4 separate regions of the Zea mays genome follow, and regions 2, 3 and 4 are each linked to region 1. The links are chromatin contacts, called in public Hi-C maps. All regions are on one chromosome and are shown on one strand. Each heading gives the region's core, a stretch centred on a gene start, on an enhancer-like site or on the middle of the called end of the contact. The rest is flanking DNA. Distances are from core to core; before and after follow the strand shown. Region 1 holds the start of LOC100284255 (pre-mRNA-splicing factor 19). Region 2 has its middle 43 kb from the start of LOC100284181. Region 3 holds the start of LOC103643484 (WD repeat-containing protein WDS homolog). Region 4 has its middle 6.5 kb from the start of LOC103643489.

Region 1 (3,472 bases), core at 605-3,104:
GGAAGAGTCAAGCCGTTCTTCTTGTAAGTGCTTGACTGCCCTGACTTGTAGCGCGAGTGGAAGTAGCAAGCGATCTGCATCACATCAGCACAAAAGCACACTCTAGTCTTAGCACAAAACACATCCAAGTCCTGAAAAAGGAAAACCTCGGCCAGGCTAGGGGAGGAACCAGGACGCACCGAGAAGTAGCACTTGGAGGACGGCACCCAGAGGTTGGAACTGCCGGTGTCGAAGATGACGGTGAACTTCTGCTGCGGCGAGCCGATGCCGATCTCCCCAAAGTATTGCGCGTTCATGTAGTTCTTGAGCGCGATGACGTCGGAGTCGTCGTCGCCGCCTGAGCCCAGGGCGTTGGCGCCGCGGAGGAGGAGGCGTTACCTCTCCTTGGGCCCTCCGACGGGCTGTTTCTTCAGCGTGACCCGCACCAGGCCCTCCGACGACGCGGGGAGGAGCGCCTGGAGCAGCTCCGCTGCCAGTTCCCATGGTCGCTGATCTGCGGCAGCCCAAGGTGAAGCGAAGGCCGGTTAGATCGAATAGATGCATCAGTGGGGAAAGCGCGGTACAACCAAGAAAAGGACTGTTTGTGGCTGACAATAGCGCTGCGATTACAGTTGCGAGCGGATTTTGCAACATTTGATGAAAGCCTGCCACAGACCGGATCGACCGAGGATCAAACCTCCCACGAAAAACCTCAAAACCCGGTGAGTCGATGCCCAACAGAATTGAAACCCCTTTTTTTCCCAAAAGAGAGAGAGAAGATAACACAAAACTACATGGAAATCGTAAGAATCAATCGGGGGAAAGCGGATTGCAACAAGCAGATGAGCCCACATCAGACACCGAACCAGCAATTCAAGTCGCGGTCAAGGCGGCGGTAAGTCCACAAGAAGAGAAGCCCGCCGCCGATGTCCACCCCGTCTGTACCACCGTCCTGCCCGCACCATCACCCCTGACCCCGACCCGGCCACCCCGTCGCCGCTGTCCCCACCACAACACACCCCGGAAGCCGAACGTCGGCTACGGGCGGATCTGGAGCCGAGGTGCAGGTTTTCCTCGGCTTCGCCATCGGCAGCGTCCTGCGTCCCTGTGGATCTCGAAGATTGACACGCCGACTGGCCCAACCGGGCGGTAGGGCGAGCTATAGGGCGGTTCGCCATGGTCGCGGCGGGGTTTGCGTCGTGCGGGCAGGCGGATGGGCGTAGGGCGTGCGGGCGGTTCGCAGCGGCCACAGCGGGATTGCGGCATGCGGGCTGGATGGCGGGTGGGCGTAGGTAGGCGGGCGGCGGATGGGCGTATGGCATGCGGGCGGGCGGTTCGCGGCGGCGGCGGCGGCAGGATTGCGGCATGCGGGCAGGATGGCGGGCGGGCGTAGGTAGGCGGGCGTAGAGGCGGGGGCAGTCTACAATAGGTTCTTAATAGTTAGTAGAGATAATAGACTGTTTAGCTCGACTTTATTTTTTTACGAGCGAAATCGGAGTTGAGTTGCCGCGGGATCTAACGTCCCGACAGTAGATGTGATAATAAGCTCTAAATTTTATACTATAAGATTTAATGATCAAATCGGATTAGAATCGGATCTTATTTATATTTATTTAGAGCTAAAATTTATTTAGAACCTTACTATTTTGTGAAGAATTATTTAGATCGTGATCTATTACCACCCTATCTGTTAGTCCAATTCAAGGAGTTACATGGGCCGTAAAGTGCAGGTAGTCCCATTCAAGGAGTTACATAGGCCTTAGAGTGTTTAACGAGCCACTAGTAGTTGTTCACCAAAGAGTTAGGCTGACCTTACAGCTCATCTCCAAGCCCACACCTGCTGGCACCGCGAAACTATCGAGGGGGCATGCTTCCAATTTTCTGCAAGTCGAGAGTCGAGACCGCCATCGAAGCACCGGCGCCAATGAAGACTTGAAGAGGGCTAAAACGAAAAAGATGCCAGGATGACAAAATTTCCCACTCCACTCGAATTAAAACCCTAGCGGCAAAACCTTCGCTCTGCGCCGCCGTCGCCTGCTCCCGTCCCGCCACCACATCCGCCCAGGAGCTCGCCGTCGGGGAGGCTGCTCGAGGAGCCGCGCTGTCTCTCCCGCGCCGCGACCTTCGCCCTCGCCGCCGCCATGATCTGCGCGAGTAATGCCCCTCTCCCTCCCTCGCATGTCTGTCTACTAACCCTAGCTTCTCTGATCCGTCGTTTCGTGAGCTAACTCGTCCCGTGTCGCTTCCCTGTAGTCTCCGGTGAGGTGCCGGACGAGCCGGTGGTGTCGAAGAAGTCGGGGCTTCTCTTCGAGCGGCGGCTCATCGAGCGCTACATTGAGGTCCGTAGCTTGGCCTCAGATCTCGCGCTGCAATTTTTTTATTGGGATTGGGAAAAATGTTTGTGCTAAATTCATGTCATGGTGGCGATGCCCAATGTTTATGCTAAATTCATGTCGTGATGGCGATGCCCACAACATTGCAGGACCATGGCAAGTGCCCCATCACCAAGGATGAGCTTACTATGGATGATATCGTGCCGGTCAATACCAACAAGGTATGGTTTCTCTGGTATGCTATCAATATGTTGAGTCAAAGTTTCCAGTAGCATGTGGTATGGGCTTTAGAGTATCAGTAGGCAATATGTGTTTCACAACGTTGCTCTTGATACTAAGTGAGGTAGGCGATGAACATCGGTAGCGAAATTATGTCTTGTATGGTTGCTCTCATAGTTGTTAAGGCGTCGCTTAAGCGGTAAGGCGCGCCTGGCCTGCAAGGCATCCCGATCGCCTTGCTTGGACGCGTAAGGCGTCGCCTTAGCAGCAGGGCATCTCCAAGGTGTCCACGGGGCATCTATGGGGTGGCACCTTGGCCAAATGGTAGGGTTTAGGAGGGGATTTACCAGGGCATAAGCGCTCCCAAAGCAGTGCAGCTGCCTTAGTGGAGCAATGGATACTGGCTCCCGCTGTCCGCCGGCTGCGCGCAGCGCAGCCGCTGGGGCTCGGCGCTGTTAACAGTTCACTAGAGGGGAGAGGAGAGCGGGAGGCACCCATGAAAGGTCGCCGACCGGTGTGCGGAGGACTGGAGGCGAGGCTACTGGCGGGATGGGAGCCACCGACACGCACCTGAGCCTGCGTGTCGAGCGTGAGTGGGGGAGGGAGCGGAAGATGGAGCGCCGGTGCTGCGAGGAAGACTGGGCGGTGCTATGTCCTTTGCTGGTAGAGGAAGACTAGGTGGTGGCTACGTCCTTTGCTGGAGCAGTGAAAAGGTTAGGGTAAAGAAACGTGTGGGTGCCGTGTGGTGGAAACTGGGTTTGTGCTGAGTTAATGGGCTACCAAATAAAGTCCATATCATTCTCTTTTTCTTTCTAGCATCTTTTGACAGTTTATAATTTAAAAATGCTGTATTCTTTGAGTTCTGTATTAGGTCTTTATATCATATTTTAGAGATCCATTAGGGCTGATTTGGTGATTAGGGCTCCCGAGGGGATCCATGG
Region 2 (3,472 bases), core at 280-2,779, 200 kb before region 1:
TTGGTTTGGAACTTACCAGGCAGCATGAAAGAAACATAATAGCATGTGCAGCAAGGAAACAAAACTATATTAACTTGAGACTTAAGATGTACTGTACATACAAAGGATGCAATCAAATCATCATTACATCGAGAACCAAGAAAGCATGCTCACATGTTTTGCACTAAGGTACTTCACCAGAAGTTTAGGGATGTGAATTGGTGGCCCTAAGGGTATCCAGATATTCACCACCCCTCTTTAGTTCAACAAATTGTAGGATTTCTAAAATGAGCCATCATTTGGGAAACTAGTACAATTCGCACAACTAAGGCTAACTCCAACAGGGGCCAGGTAAATCTGACAGTCATTCGGACCTTTGGTTGGGGTCTCTGGAAGTCAGACACGGAGGAAGAAAATGACTGTTGGTTACAGTGAAAGTATGGCTTTTCTCTCTCTTGCCCGTCATTTTGGCTGCCTCGTTCAACTGTCCTATTGAAAGGAGCTTTGTGGTGCTACAGTAGCTCGAGGGCAGCTATTTTTTCTTTGCCTAGCCATTTGGCTGCTCCGTTGGAGTCAGCGTAACGAGACTACCCTTAGGATCACCAGTTCATAACCCTACAGAAGTTCATATCTAATGCCCCACTTCACATAAAGTTCTTATATTTCACTTTCTGCCATAGAATGAAAGAAGTAGATGTCAAGTTCTATATGAGATTTTTCTTGCTACTACAGTCTGTCAAAACGAGCCCTCATCATCATCACAATGTCAGTTGAATGTTGAGGATCCAGTCCACTTTGGGTCTCAAAGGTAGCTAAACAGAGATATTCAGCAATTGACAGCTCAGTTTTGCATTTCGAACTGCTAATAAACTACTGTATGTCAAATTGTCTTAGTGCTGAAGGTGCAAAAAGATGAAAAGAACCCTCCAAAAGAGGGGGGAAACAGTCAAACGAGAAAGTGTGCTCGAGCTATTTGATCGTCCTCAAGCTAGACCATTTCAATGCGCTGCCCCAAGCTGCACCATCCTACTAGCCATACCAACGGGGGCACGCGCGATTAGACAATCCCCCGAACCAGGCATACAACCTCAGAGACTCGATCGATCCAATCGGAGACGAGCAACAGCAAGGGAAGGAGGCGGGCGGTTTTACCCCGAGCGAATAGGTGAGGGCGGCGCGGAGGCTGGCGGGCAGCTGCTGCGCGGCGGACATCTCGAAGAAGGTGGGTCGCGCGCCCTGCCCTCCCACTTGGAACAGCATGGCGCCCCCCGCCTCTGGCGTTGCGAGTGGTGGCTAGGGTTGGCCCCGGAGGCGGAGGCCTAGAACTTGGCTGGCCGCCTCGCCGGACCTGCGCCGGCAGCGAGGGCGCTGCAGCTGCCGCAGCCGAGGGTGTTATCTGTTGGGAACAGACGGTTTGGGTGTTGGTTCGCGCGTCCACGGCGGTGAGGGGAACTGGGCGAGCAAGGAGGCGGGCCGGAAAAGGAAGCCTTGTGTGACGGAGATGGGCGACGATGGGTCATGGGTGGGACCGGGAGACGAGACGATTAGACAAGAGAGTGAACAGACACAGCTGCCAGAGGAATCACAGCAACACACACGAGACAGTAGGGGCATGTGACCTATGGGGCGACGATTGCAGCCTGGGCCGGATCGAAACCTAATTAGGATGGTAATGATGTGATTTATTTGTGTACCAGATAAAAACTCTGTTGGACACGGTTTTGAATATGAGCCTGTACCCGTGGATACGGATACGAGTAGTATTTGATATCCGTGGATATTTTTAAAACGGGTACGAAAAATCAGTATTCGTACCCGATTAACCGAATATCTGTTAAAGTAACTTGACACGTGGGGTCACTGGAGTTTGGAACTACTTCACGGACCACCAGCCAGCCCAAGTCCCGTCGCGGCTCGCCCATCTCCTGACCATCTAGGCTCCCTAGATCCCCAATCTAGCAAGGCAAGGCAGCAACCCGTCTAGATCTAGCCACAAGCCCACAACCCCGGTCCCCACCCCCACCCTCCTCGAGGCCTCGACGGCCAGCCGCCACCCAGCCAGGCGGCAACCACGACCATAGTCCGACGCCCGTCGGTCCCCACTCCTCGTGCATGCCAACGACCCAGCGTGTGCGGACTACGGACAAACAGTCCCCACTCCCCGTCATAGCTTAGATCCGCGCGCCGCCGGCGGCTTCACTGTTCGCACACGCCACTGGAGACCGATCGTCCTCGTGCAGCTCCATTCTCTGTCAGCCACTCGCGACCGCGACCTTCCTTACTCTCCACGTCGAGCACTGCGCAGGGGGTCTATCTTCTCCACGCGACCACGTCGAGCACTGCACAGGACATCGCCAGCTCGCCCAACAGGTCCAGTGTCTTTGTAGATTCTTGTAGGCTTTTCAGATTGGAAATACCCTGATCCTAGTTACTTTTATTAATTCAATGCCTTACCCAGATTCTTGTAGGATTTTCAGCTGGACAAATTATGTATGGTTGTATGTTTTTATTATATTTAAATTTGATGGACAAATATGTTATCATATTTGAATTTGCTGAATTTAAATATGTTGTATGTGTAGTGGGCAAACGGATATATCCGCGGATATTCGTTACCCGCGGGTAACGGATGTGGATACTATTTTTTATTCGTAGCGGGTAACAGGTACGGGTTTGGATATCGGATATAAGTCACGACTATGAATGTCCAGAGACACTATCCGCGGATAGTTTATCCGTTGCCATCCCTAAACCTAATACAGAGGCCCCTCTTATCTTATTGTACATCTCAAATAGTTTTTCAATAATTTAGTTTTAAAAAACTTTTTCCGGCAGATAGAACAGTCACAAACACAATAAGTAATATTTGACATGCAATAAAGACATTGTGATAACAATCCACCGCTTTGACACATTCGAAAATTTGACAATACTCTATCCAAAAATATCTTGTCTTGGCCTTTTTAATCACTTGGTGCTGAGGTAAGATAAGGGTCTGGGACAAAAAAAATCTGACTTTTGAACTCTATATAAAATAATCAATGATCAATTATTAATCTATGAGATTGAAAAAATATACACATATATAATACTAGCTAGTTACACGTGCTTTGATACGGTTTTTATTATCATATAGATAGGTTTTGAATATTGATTCAAATATAATTATTGTTTATTTCTAAACGCTAAGGTACACGTGATCTGATGGTTAGCCCCAAATTTCTCTAGAGTAGTGGGCGTGAGTTCTGTTGCAGCCCTGTTGCAGCCTCCAACCCTAGCGGACGCCCAAGCAGGAGGAAGCAAGCACCGGTCCGACGTGGCGCCGCCAGCCCTCCACGGCTCCACATCGGCCACACACGCTTCACGCTGCAGCAGCTAGCTTGCTCGCTGCCTCGATCACCGCTCCTGGGCGGACCTAGAATTTTTATATAGGGTGTGCCGCAATAAAAATTTAATGTAAAATTCTATCAAATATGCCACACAAAAAATTATA
Region 3 (3,472 bases), core at 312-2,811, 180 kb after region 1:
GCTTTGGCTGGGCTTCTTTCTCCGCTTGCGTGCTCTCTCCCTCTATATATCTAGCGGTGTACTAGCTATGTCGCCTTCAGATGTCCATGTCTTCTTCGTGTCCTTCTCCGGCAACGAACATGTATGACTGCCTCTTCCCTTCCCGCTGTACGAAACTTTGGAAGTGGGGGAGGCGAGGGATGAGGGTCCCTGATTTGCTGCATATAGCACCCATTCGATAGCTCGGCGTCACCTGTCTACATGACCTTTTCTTTACTACGATGTCGACTCGGTTAGTCAAATCAAAAAAATTATGCGGAAAGCAGAGACAATCAATAAAAAATCTTAAGATTTTTTTGATGAATAATTTATGTGGGTATTATTGTGAGCCGTCGCAACGCACGGGCAACCGACTAGTTTTAGTAGTAAAAGCTAGTTGGTACCGACGAAAAAAGTTAAATATCTCGATGTTAACTATTTTTCATGTTAAATTACAAGACGTTTTAGTTTTTACGTAAATTATTTTATTTATATATTTAAACATTGTGTATATATAATTGTATCTTAAAAGGATACTAGTCGGTTGTCCGTGCGTTGCGACGGTTTATACCAATACCCATGTATACTATCCACCAAAAAAATTTCAAGATTTTTTATTGCCTCTCCGTATAATACTTTTTTGATTTGGCTAACTGATGCTATTGTTTACTCCATCCAATATGTATTGGTACAACACGACCAATGAAGTGAGCGATTAGAAGAGAGTTCACAACGACTTAAATGACATAATTCCACCATACAGAGACCAAATAAGAGAAAGTTTGTGAGCTCAAGTTTCTAAACTAAGTCACATGAACTCAAACTCATAAAAAATATAGATCAAAATATGGAGTGATTGTTAAAGTAAGGCATCAATAAAAACTAGATGTGCTCCATATAAATTATGCTACTTTGTAGCAATTACTAACGTTTAAAACCAACAAATAACCTTTTAATTTACTGTTAGTATGACAAATCATTGTTCCTACATCCAATTCAGCAAACTCAAACACCATGTAGTCCATTGCGCCAATATGGTCTCAGAAACAACCTAATGCTTGCAAGAGCCAAGAACGTCGTGTCGTGCTTGGGCCGTAGCCTCGGCCCGTAGTGCTGGCCCGGCACGACACGATTATATATTTTTTTATTTTACAAAAAAAACGTATATACATATATATAATTTATATTCAATATTAAAAACATTTGAGCATCATATTCTACTGGTTAGACAGCTTTATCTAGTGTCTCCCGACCTTCTTCTATCAGGGCATGAGTTCGAACCCCACTCACTGTTGAAACCGGTGCTTTAAGTATAGTATAGATAAATTAAAAAAGATACAATATTTAATAATTTAAATTGGAGAGAATATCCTTTATCTAAAACATCTCGTTGCACGAAACAAACTGCCGGACTGCGTGGTCTCGCTGCGACTCCAGGTCCAGGTCCATATCCCAAACTGAATCCACGTGACCGTCCGTATCCCAACCTTCACATTCGGCGGTTCAGATCCAATCCCCGCACGAGCTCAACGGTACAGATGTCTCCAACGCACTGGAACGGTGATCGGATGACCACACTCCTCCAACCAAGCGTTCTGCTTCCGTCCTCCAATGCCCACAGTTTCTGAGAGAAAAGAAACCGACAGCTCGACCCGGATCATCTCTGACTCCCTGCAGAATCAATCATCGGTTCCACACTATCTCTTCCAAAATTTCGTTGATAACACCTGGCAAGTTTTTTATCGCACCTAAAATTCTATCTGTCTGTTGTCTGGCGCTGCTGTATCACTCTGAATTTTTGGTTCTGGCCCAAATCTTGTTCTTTTTCCGGTTCTTCTGATCCCGTCTTTATCCTCTCAAATCCACTAAACCACTCCAAAGATAGAATTTTTCTGCATCCGAAGCCCAGATATTTTTTTCCTTCGGTTTGTTCCGGCGGCAGGGGTGCGAAATCCCTCAAGCTGGCAACCCCGGCGCGGCCATGGACCTCCCCGAGAGCTCTGTCCCCCGCGCAGACAAGGGCCCGGCCCCTCGCCGTCTTTGCCCCGTCGACCGCGAGGAGCTGGTGCGCGCCATGGCACAGTCGCTCTACTCGCTCGGGTACAGGCGGGCGGCGGCCGCGCTCGAGGCGGAGTCCGGCGTGCCACTGTACCCGCCGGAGCATGACCGCCTGCTGCTGGAAGTGATGGCCGGTCAGTGGGACGCGTCCGCGGAGATCGTCCGCTCGGTCGCCGGCGTCGGCGAAGCGGACCGCACGGTCGCGGAGTTCCTGGTGTGGAGGGGCTACTACTTGGAGCTCCTGGGGATGCGCGGTGACGCTGGCCTGCGCCGGGCGAGGGAGGTGCTACGGCGTCGGATTGCGCCGCTCGGCGTCGACAGGAGGTGCGTACACTTGCTGGCGCGCGCCATGGTCTCCAGCGAGGGGGCCGTTGCGCCGGAGGCCGTGGTTGGGTGGAGGATTGCGGTGTTCTTGGATTTGGTCGAGGTGTTGCCACCATGGTTCCATGTGGCTAGTGGGCGGTTAGAGCATTTGGTGGAGAGTGCGGTAACCAAGCAAGTAGAATCTTGTATATATCACAATTTGCCGGATGAGATCACTCTGTTTGAAGATCATAGGTGCCATGAAGAGCATATCCCCTCCCAATGTGCACAGGTGCGAGTTAAACAGATTGTTGACTTGTTTCCCAGTTTCGACAAATGTCCAAGCTTATCAGTTGTATAAGAATGCGGAACGAAATTACCGAACTCACATATCAAGGCCATCAATTTACAATAGGGAAATATTTCACGAACAACCCATTTCTACATATAGCAGCACTCCTTAAAAGTTTTAGATATTTGGTCTTCTTCCAAGTTAGTTTAATAAGCAATTCAGTATGGCTATTCATTTCAGCGATTTAAATTTCTTCTATACCATGTTTGCAATGTATGCAGATTGATCCCTATCTATATTTGATTTTGGAAGCATAAAAGTGCAATGCAGTTGGGAAATGCTTCTCAAAGTACCTCAGCAATATTAAATTTCTCCTGTACCATGTTTGCAATGTATGCAAATTCATCCCTCTCTATCTGATTTTAAAGCATTAAAGTGCAATGCAGCTGGGAAATGCTTCTCAAAGCGCCTTACATTATTTTTCATCCAGTAAAGCAGGGTTTGGATAATTTCAGAATCTTTAAGAATAAAGTGAAAGAGAACAGCACAGTTCAAACCTTTATTTCGAAATTTCTTTTGAAGCACCAGTGCTCATTGTTATTAAACCCGTGCTTCATCTTCCTGTATGAACTGTCTATGCCAGTTGCCCACCCTACTTAGTTCACATGAAATTTATTGTCGGTAGAGAAAAGATAATACACAGGAGGAACTGTGCATATTTGATTTTGATGAGCGTGTGTATAGTTATACCCTTGAATTCAGCCACTAGAAAATTGTCATAAGAGTCCATCCATGGATTGC
Region 4 (3,472 bases), core at 435-2,934, 130 kb before region 1:
TAAACAGAGTTGTTCATTCTAAATTATGTCCGATTTTTTTTGAGAAAACCGAAAATCGAGAAATCCGAGGAACTCGTTTCTAGGTGAGATCCAGTTTTTTTCTGCTACAGGTAAGGTAAACCATGAAAACATGAGCCATTGTTTCATACACAATTCGGTATACAATGTTGCACACTTCACTGCATTTTTTTCTATTCTAAAACTTTTATTTAGACTTTTCCTCCTTCCCTCAGTACGTTTGGGGTACATACATACATACAACTTCATATATATCACAATGTGTGCACTTATTCTAATTGACGCTGTCATCACAGATTCTCTGCTCTATACAATCCGTTTAGAATTCTCTAAAACCAATCTATTTACTCTGTCTTATGTAAGTACAACATACACAATCACGGTTAGTACATGTATATATTTAGCGTATTTTTATCGTTACAAAATACAGCATGTGGGCAGGACGCACACACTATACCTGTTTGCAATCAAACATACACATACAGCAGGCCAGTGTGTGCCGGCCTAGCTAGCTCCTCGATCTATAAATCTGTCAACACGCAGATCGATCGAGCAGCTGGAAAATCAACGAAGCCATCCATTCCAACAGCTGACCAAATCGTTGATCTATATATGGCAAGCATAGAATTGCTTGCCTGTGCAAACTTAATTATAAGATGAAGTAATTTCTTTATACAATAACTGGATGAACCAGCTAGAGAGCAGATAATCGATCACCGGAAATTAACACTGGACTGAAATCTCAGTGATCAGGACAAAGCACTAATTAAAGCCACACTAATATCCTGGCCATAGCTAGTTACACGTACTGATGAAGGAGGATCCTGCAGGTCCTAGACTCCTAGCTAGCTAGCTACACGTACTGAAGAAGCTAGTCCTGGCCGCCGGGCTGACTAGGCATCGCCATCGTCGAAGTTCTGCGAGTAGCTATGCAGGTCATACCCGAACCTGACCGCGCCGCGCCTCGGCCGCGCCGCGCGTCTCCTCCAGGAGCACCTCAACCTCGACAGCAGCTGCTTCAACGGCGCAGCCGACTGGCGGCGGCCACTGCTCCTGGCGGCGTGGACCCTCCTGCCCCGGGCGCTGCCGCTGGTGTACAGACCGAGCAGAGACGCCATGATCGCTCAGTCGGTTGGTTATTGTCACGAAGACTATAGCTGCTCTCTTTGCTCCGAGCTGGATGGAGGAGTATATTATCTGTGTGCTGCAGAGCGCTGTGGCTTCGTCTAAAGATGTTCTGCAAAACGAAACCTCCCATGCCGCAGCTTTTATAAGCTGTGGCCTGTGGGATATGGTGGCCGGTGGGAGTATCATTCCGATATGCAAAGATCGATGGGCGCCGGCACTCGGACCCACTAGCACGCCCTCACGTAGTACATGGTGACGAGGCATCCACACTACGGTGATCTCGATACAACACCTAAAGGTCCAAGCAAAATCCAGCTTCATGCATGCATGTTTTGAAAGCGGCAGGTCGTGTGCAGTCCAAAAAAGATAACCGTCTACGACAACCAACAACAGAGAAGCATGTGCGTTTGCTGGTGGTAGGCTTGCTTTAGCGACGGCCAAGGCAACCGAGACACGGCGGCGCCTACTCACCTGAGCTGCTTCCTGTCCGTGCTACTGCTGCCGATAAGGTCGTCGGCGGTTTCCTGTCTTGTAAGTCCCGTCCTGCTCCTGCCGCTACGCACGGGTGCCCTGCCATGCATGCATGCATGTGCGGAGACATCGAGCTAGATGCTTGGGCGTCTCCTAGCTACTATGTCTCATGGATCATTCATGGTATCTCACCCCATGGCCGCGCAATCAGCTCAGGTCCTGGTACCTCCAAGCCCTCGTGAAGAGTTGCCATCATCAGAGGATTTGACGACGGCGGTCGTACCTACAGGGATTGGAGGGGATTATAAAAAATTGAGAAATATTTTGATTGGAACAGTGATTTAAACCCTAAACCCCTTCGCGCCTTGCACATGCCGCCGGCCACTCGTTTTTTGATTGGAACACTGTACTCGTTTTTTTTTTTTTTTTTTTTTTTTGCAGACTATGAGGTCACTCGTGAAGCTCCAAATATTTGTGTGGCGCCACTAAGGTTGGTTGTCACCGGTTTGCCTTGAGTGTGAGACTCCAATATTTCATCTCTTAGTTTATCATAAATTGGGAAGTTGATTTTTGAGATTGCTAGTAGTGATGGTTCTATTGGATCTTGACTAGATAGAGCATTGACCACGGTGTTCTGTTTTCCTAGTTTAAATTAAACTTTGAAGTCATATCCTAGAAGCTTGCTTACCCATTGGTGATGTGGTATTGTTGCGAGCCATTGGTCAAGGATATATTTGAGGCTATAATGGTCAGACCTAATTATGAAAGTATGTCCCCATAAATAAGGACGTCGGTGCTTAACTGCTATCACCAACCAATATGTACCCTTTTGTATGTTGCTAATTTAGATTGTCTTGGAGCATTTGTCTGACTGAATAAGGCTATTAATCCTATTCCTTGGTGAAGAACTGGCCTACTTGATGATGTAACTCCGTAGAGAGTCACATGCCTTTTCCATGTGCAAGTGGTGATTCACTTCCGGCTCCTCTCAGATTTTCTCCGTCGTCTCCACTATCGAGCTTTCAGTTGAATCGCCGCGGACCTCGTTCCCTCTGGTACACAGTGGTGTCGTATCACAAATACGGTTGATACAGTTTCGCAAGACTGGCGACTCACTTGGTACAATTACAACGGCTCGCACAAGAGTCGAGTGGTTTTGTAGATTTTTCTAAACTCACTCAAATAACTAGGAACAAACATAGCGTCTAACTAAACTAAGCACTTCACAAAGCATATACGCTAATCATCGAGTGATTCTAAGCACTTGGGTGTTTGAGCACTTGGAGATGTGTATCACATGTGTTGGTATGTTGCTTGAGATCTCACACCTTTAAATGGCCAGCTAGGGGGTTTATATAGAGATCCCCTTAGTTATAAACGTTGGAGAAAGCTGTGGATTTTCTATCTGTGTGTACACCGAACCGTCCGGTCCGAGCTTCCACGTCAACTATGCCACACTATAGACGGTCTGGTGTGCTACCCGCACGGTCTGATGCACCATCGGACTGGTCTGCTAGTTGTCCGAGAGCCATTTGCAGAGCTCTTTGCACACATGGTTAGATGCGCCATCGGGTCGTCCGATGAGCCACCGGTGCGCCACCGATGTGCCAACTGTGCCAGCTGACAGCTCACTTCTTGAATCTTCTGTTTTCTCTTCTTGGGATTTTTTGGTCTTGTGTCTTGGACTTGTTCTGAGTATTTGTATGTCTTCTAAGAGTCTTTTAGGTCTTCTTTTGAGGTGTTACATCCTTAGAGCCTAAGTCTAATCCACTTCACATCCTGTGAACTACAAAACACAATCACTTGGAAAACATTAGTTCACTAGTTATGTTGTTCATCAAACACTAAAATCCCT

The links. Hi-C and Micro-C count contacts between places; a contact is called where the count stands out from the background.
Region 2: a contact with region 1 is called in a Hi-C map of ear, with 2.8 times the contacts expected there. The contact joins the enhancer-like site here to the promoter of LOC100284255 in region 1. A contact is called at or near these places in 7 of 25 Hi-C or Micro-C datasets (ear, endosperm, leaf and 2 more).
Region 3: a Hi-C map of leaf shows a contact between it and region 1, with 4 times the contacts expected there. The contact joins the promoter of LOC103643484 here to the promoter of LOC100284255 in region 1. A contact is called at or near these places in 3 of 25 Hi-C or Micro-C datasets (ear, leaf and tassel).
Region 4: a Hi-C map of ear shows a contact between it and region 1, with 1.9 times the contacts expected there. The contact joins the enhancer-like site here to the promoter of LOC100284255 in region 1. A contact is called at or near these places in 2 of 25 Hi-C or Micro-C datasets (ear and leaf).

Annotation. Positions count from the first base shown.
Region 1 is chr1:239,728,109-239,731,580 of Zm-B73-REFERENCE-NAM-5.0, reverse strand. LOC100284255 (pre-mRNA-splicing factor 19) reads left to right here and starts at 1,854. Exons shown (of 19, transcript NM_001412987.1): 1 at 1,854-2,133; 2 at 2,233-2,318; 3 at 2,462-2,533. The coding sequence starts at 2,121. It also overlaps LOC103645370.
Region 2 is chr1:239,929,553-239,933,024 of Zm-B73-REFERENCE-NAM-5.0, reverse strand. No RefSeq gene overlaps it. Among protein-coding and RNA genes, the nearest start is that of LOC100284181, 43 kb to the left of the region's middle. Within about 2 kb of position 1,529, at least 20 of the 20 cell types and tissues checked have an H3K27ac peak or open chromatin away from gene starts, as enhancers often do. A contact at or near this core is called in ear, endosperm, leaf and 2 more, where this site is marked.
Region 3 is chr1:239,543,426-239,546,897 of Zm-B73-REFERENCE-NAM-5.0, reverse strand. It overlaps LOC103643484 (WD repeat-containing protein WDS homolog), which reads left to right and starts at 1,561. Exons shown (of 4, transcript XM_008666674.4): 1 at 1,561-2,671. The coding sequence starts at 2,000.
Region 4 is chr1:239,860,238-239,863,709 of Zm-B73-REFERENCE-NAM-5.0, reverse strand. No RefSeq gene overlaps it. Among protein-coding and RNA genes, the nearest start is that of LOC103643489, 6.5 kb to the left of the region's middle. Within about 2 kb of position 1,684, at least 11 of the 20 cell types and tissues checked have an H3K27ac peak or open chromatin away from gene starts, as enhancers often do. A contact at or near this core is called in ear, where this site is marked.